Linked DNA regions of Mus musculus: region 2 is linked to region 1. Evidence: chromatin contacts called from public Hi-C data. All regions are on one chromosome and are shown on one strand. Each heading gives the region's core, a stretch centred on a gene start, on an enhancer-like site or on the middle of the called end of the contact. The rest is flanking DNA. Distances are from core to core; before and after follow the strand shown. Region 1 has its middle 61 kb from the start of Fam13c. Region 2 has its middle 13 kb from the start of 4930533K18Rik.

The links. Hi-C and Micro-C count contacts between places; a contact is called where the count stands out from the background.
Region 2: a Hi-C map of cortical neurons shows a contact between it and region 1. The contact joins two enhancer-like sites. A contact is called at or near these places in 3 of 39 promoter capture datasets (the C10 cell line, the HPC-7 cell line and hippocampal neurons) and 1 of 484 Hi-C or Micro-C datasets (cortical neurons).

What each region holds. Positions count from the first base shown.
Region 1 is chr10:70,378,882-70,381,612 of GRCm38.p6, forward strand. No RefSeq gene overlaps it. Among named protein-coding and RNA genes, the nearest start is that of Fam13c, 61 kb to the right of the region's middle. Within about 2 kb of position 1,345, at least 58 of the 459 cell types and tissues checked have an H3K27ac peak or open chromatin away from gene starts, as enhancers often do. A contact at or near this core is called in cortical neurons, where this site is marked.
Region 2 is chr10:70,854,754-70,857,464 of GRCm38.p6, forward strand. No RefSeq gene overlaps it. Among named protein-coding and RNA genes, the nearest start is that of 4930533K18Rik, 13 kb to the right of the region's middle. Within about 2 kb of position 1,403, at least 29 of the 459 cell types and tissues checked have an H3K27ac peak or open chromatin away from gene starts, as enhancers often do. A contact at or near this core is called in cortical neurons, where this site is marked.

The DNA.
Region 1 (2,731 bases), core at 95-2,594:
TTAGTTTGTTGTTGTAAACTTGAGGAGGTGGGGGTGGGGGTGGGGGTGGGTATAAGCAATTTTATTTTAGCTACAGTCTCATAATGTATCATTTAGCTTGTCTGACACATCCGAAAGACACATCTGTAAGAACAGAGAGCAGATCAGGGGTTTCTCAGATGGTACTTGATTGAGCTTCGGGGCCATTGATAATTGAAATAGGGGTTAATTGAACACGCACATTGTAATACAGCAATGCTCAGTCAGGTAATGGGGGCAGCTAATAACTGATAAATGGGTGGGTGGCATATATGTTATGGATACTCTGGAAGGGGGATGATTTATGTCCTATAAAGAACAGAGACGGATGGCATAGGACTTCATCAAGCTATCCAGATGGCGTGCAATTTAAAACTTATGGTTTTATTTCCGGAACTTTCTATTTAATGTTTGTGGACCGTTGTCATCAACTGTGTGACTAAAACTGGAAATCCAAACTGTTTTTCTCAGTTGTGCCCATCCTTGGAAAACCAGGGGTGACTCTTGGTTTAACCCAAATGAAGCAAGCTGTGTTCTTATGGTGGCGTGCGAGACAGATCAGAACGGCGAGTCTCAGCTTGTTGGCGTTGTGTTTAGAAGGTGTGTATGTGTGAATTATCCACACCTGACCTAGATTTTCTTGATTTCTGTCACAGAGTCTGGTCAGTGGTCAGGTGTAGGTGATATGAACAAAGGTGTAAAGAACTCATATTTCAAGATGTGGTTCTGAACCCACGTTGTCCTGTATGTTGTGATCTTGATTGTTGCACGGCCTCAGAAGGACCACACCAGGCCAAACAGTTCCATGTGAGGTTTATTGGGAGAGAGAGAAGGGCAAGGTGGTGGTGGAAAGAGAAGGGGGAAGAGAGAGAGATGACGTAATCACACGTAAAGGTGGAAGGTGAGCCAAGTAGATTTTGGGAATACAGTGGCTGTTGCCTTGATAACAGGTGTGCGGGTCCCACCTATGTGATGGCATGGGTTTTGGAGGTCCTGATACCAACAGTGCATAGCTTGGTGGTCTGGCCCTGAGGATCAAGTGTTTTCTGTGCCAAAGAGATAGGACTCAGGAACATGATGTTAGAGGAGCCTTTTCTCTCTGGTGCTTTCCTAGTCTGTCTTTGCTGTTGCTATATGCTAACCCCTTAGCTTTATCAAGCCCTTTTTATTAGTACAACCCCCGGGGATCCATTGCTTCCTTTCATCTGCCTGATCCTACTCAACTGAGCGAGCAGCCATGTGACTGTTGTCCTAAACAGAGTGACTCAGAAAGATTGAATAGAGGGAGCTACAGCTGGCAGCTGTAGAAACAAAGGCAGGCATCACATGATGAGCAGGAGGCAGGCCCTGGGTCGAGACTAGAAGCAACCAGTGGGAGAGAGAAGATGGGCCAGCCGTGAATGGCACGGCTCACAATGGCTACAGCAATGTGACTCCTTTAGGACAAACAGCATCTTTATGTGAGCGTGACTTTAACTCAAAATAAGAGGAAGAATGGCAGATGTATCCTGGACATGGAGCTTTGTCTGTCTCCTCTTGGTCCTCATGTGATCCTGGCACAGTGATTACATACATGCCCGGGCTCAGGGGCAGAGAGACAGTGGTATACACACTGCATCTTGCAGATGTGTTCAACTTAAATAAGCTTTCTGGGTTAGTTCTCATATGGTCAAATTGGAATAAGAATACCTCATTTCACTATTATTTGTGTTTCATGAGCTCATGTATACAAAGGGCCCTTGCATATTTTGAAAGGCAAATAAGTATTGCAGAGATCAAATAAAAGCTAGATATTATTGTTTATTGTAAAAATTATTGCAATACTTTTCCCCCCATAATCTACACTTGGGCTACATTGGTAACTGGGTTGAGGAAATGAACAATCATTTCCTAGTACTTCATAAATCTACGTTGGTTAATTTTTATCACTTTACTGAAATAACTGAGAAGAGCAACTTAAGGAGGAAATATTTAATTCATTTACAGTTTTGGCCATGGTCAGCCAACTCTATTGCATTTGGGCTCAAGGTAAGGCTGAAACATCCTTTCAGAAGCCACTGTCAGAGCCAATAGGAATGCAATGGAGAAAAGAAGAAAAAAGGCATTCTGGGTATGGAAAGGGGAGGGAGGAGGAGGAGTGGGTAGAAGGAGAGGAAGAAGAGAGGCAGATGGCAGGGATAGGACCCATGGTTCTGAGCCACATTCTTAGCTACCGCTTTCCTCCAGACAGGGACCATCCCTTAATATCCCATCTGGTTCAAACTCATCAATAGGGCAACCCACTGGTGGAACTAGCTCCACCATGATCCCATTACATCTCAGCAGAACCACAATTACATTGTCTAGACCACAGCCTATGGGGGGAACTCTTCACATCCAAACCATAGTTAGTGCCTTTGATAAAAGGAAATTTCCAGAACAGAAGCTTACACTTCCTTCCTTAAACAAAGCAGAAAAAACACAAAAACCTATACCTAAAACAGCGATACCCCAAGGGACAGTCCCTGTACTCTTATCTCTGTATTCAAATGGTCCAGCAGTAAGAATTTAGATGAAGGTATTCAGGGACCAGAGTGATGAGAGTCCTGTCCACCTTAACTTCTCAAACCAGATGGTTTCCAGAAGGTAGAATCAATGAAAATATCTAAGAACTTGACCTTTAGAGGAAGAACACCAAAGGCTATGCTTTAATATCTAAATATATGTAGAACCT
Region 2 (2,711 bases), core at 153-2,652, 480 kb after region 1:
AGCAGCCACATGGTTGCTCACAACCATCTGTAATGGGATCGGATGCCATCTTCTGGTGTGTCTGAAGACAGCTATGATGTATTCATAAAAATAAAAGCAAAAGCCAGGCATGGTGGCGCACTCCCAGCACTCTGGAGGCAGAGGCAGGCAGATTTCTGAGTTCGAGGCCAGCCTGGTCTACAAAGTGAGTTCCAGGACAGCCAGGGCTATACAGAGAAACCCTGTCTCGAAAAACCAAAATAAATAAATAAATAAATAAATTTAAAACCAAAAAAGAAAAAAATGAGTCACTTTTTCATCAGTATCCAGCTTCATGTATTTTATTATAACCAAGGAGAGGACTAATAATGTCTTTCGTACCTAGAAAATTCAAAACCTATTCTGTACCTTTCACAAGATGTCCCTTAGTTAAACCTCTAAAACTTCTCCAAGCACATTTATCATACAGCTATTTATGAGAAAAAGGAGGAGAGTCATGGCTGAGTCCTGTAATGCATGATTCTCTTCTGGCCTACAGTCCTGCCTCCCTCGCTCCCCCCCTTCCTAGCTCATTTCTTCCTTTATGTAAAACCTGCTATTTCATTGCAAGATATTATAGTTTCTATGCACAGATTGTAGATTCTATAGAACACATGAACCTAAGGGATTGACTTAATAGGAGCACATACTTTCTTTTTTTTTAACATTTTAAAAAATTTTTTAAATTATTTTTTAATTCATTTATTTTATGTATGTGGGTACATTGTTGCTGTCTTCAGACACACCAGAAGAGGGCATCGGATCCCCGTTACAGATGGCTGTGAGCCACCATGAGGTTGCTGGGAATTGAACTCAGGACCTTTGGAAGAGCAGTCAGTGCTCTTAACCACTGAGCCATCTATCTCTCCAGCCCGGAGGACATACTTTCAACATATGATTTAAAAAACAAAACAAAACAAACAAACAAAAAAGCCCCACCAATTTCACTGATGGAATAAATTCTCAATATTGTTCTAGATGCTGACCGCGCTAAATCATAAGCCCTTTAGTGTTTCCTGTCAGAAAGCATTTCAGTGAAAACATTTAGAGAGGTGGCTGAATCAAAAACGAGATTGCTCGAATTGCAAGGATGGTCATCATAAATAGCAAGATAGCCACCCAGCCAGTGAGAGAGATCTTGTGAAGCAGGGCAAAGACGGAGGCTACACACCATCTCCTGTGGCATCCTTATAAATGAGCTACAGCATTCAGAGAAGAAGCCGAGGAAACATACTAATTTTAACCTCAAATTATATAAAACTGAATGCTATCATCAAAGCCATCTGCGTAAAGGAAAAAAAATGCAAGAAATCTTGACTCACTGGCTCATCGATATTGCTGACTGGACTCACATGACAGACGGGAATGTCTGAGCCTCTGACAGGGTCGGGTGACTCACAATGCTTGGGAACTTTCCGCCCCCACACTTTTCTCTTCCTAAGATCTTCTGCTGGATTCCACGGAGAGCCCAATCTACCTTGATCCTCCAGTCTTAGTACTACAGACACTTAGAATAGCGGCTTATCTACCATCTGTGCTGTTAGTCTAGAACTCTCTAATGATGAGGGAACATGGCTGTAAGGGCAGAGCAGAGGAGATCATGCTTGCTTTAGAAGAGTCTATGGTGGTAATTGCATGAATTTATTGTTCCTGCTTAAATTTACTAATATAACTATTTTACCTTTTTCATGTCTGCATTAAGTTACTTTGATGTTGCTATGATAGAATACCATGATCAAAGTCAACCTAGGGAACAAGAAACTTATTTTGGTTTATGGTTCCAGAGAGACAGAGTCTATCCTAGAGGGGACAGCATGGCCTAATGGCATTTTGTCAGCACACAGGAAGCAGAGAGAGAGGACAGGAAGTGGTGAGAGACTATAAAAGCTCACATCTCATCCTCCAGTGACATACTTCCTCCAGTGAAGCTCATCTCCCAACTGCACCATAACCTTCTCAAACAGTACCACCTACTGGGGACCATGTTTTCAAATACATGCACCTACATAGAATATTTCTCATTCAAACTTCCACAATGTCATAAAAAAAATCTGAGATTTGGGGCATATAAAGTAGCCAATTTTCAAAGCCAGTTAATCAGTGTGCATTGATTGAAAATCTCTCTCACTTCAGGAGGCGTGACATTTGGTTGCAGTACAGACTGAATAGGGTCTCATGACTTAATAGATAACAATCCTGGACATTTATAAATACCCCTTTATGGTTCGTGAAGCGATTTGCTACATTTTACTTCATTTGATGCAGTTGATTCTTCATTGCTGACATTGAATGGGAGCCAAGAATAAACTAATTACGCTCCAGAAATTACTTTTCTTTCAACTCACTGCCATAAGGGAGCCCAGGTCTGCAATACTGTATCTCCCACCCTTAGCTGCATCTAACAAAGAGAAGGAAGGGTAGCCTATCTTTCCCCCAATTCTGGCTCTCACTGGCTGGTGTAGTACCTAGTTCATTGATAACTCCGGTCTTTAGAGTTCTCCCAGAGACAGTGTCACATCACCACGGGTATGCCTGATCACGTGACTCTCTGTGCTTTGCAACCCACGACAAGGCAGCTGTGGCATCCATCACCTCTGGTGTGCCTGGTCATGTGACTCCCGGTGCTTTGCGCCTCTGAGGAGGCAGGCGGGTTTCTACAGTCATTTCCTTCAGATTTCTAAGAGCTGTCTGTG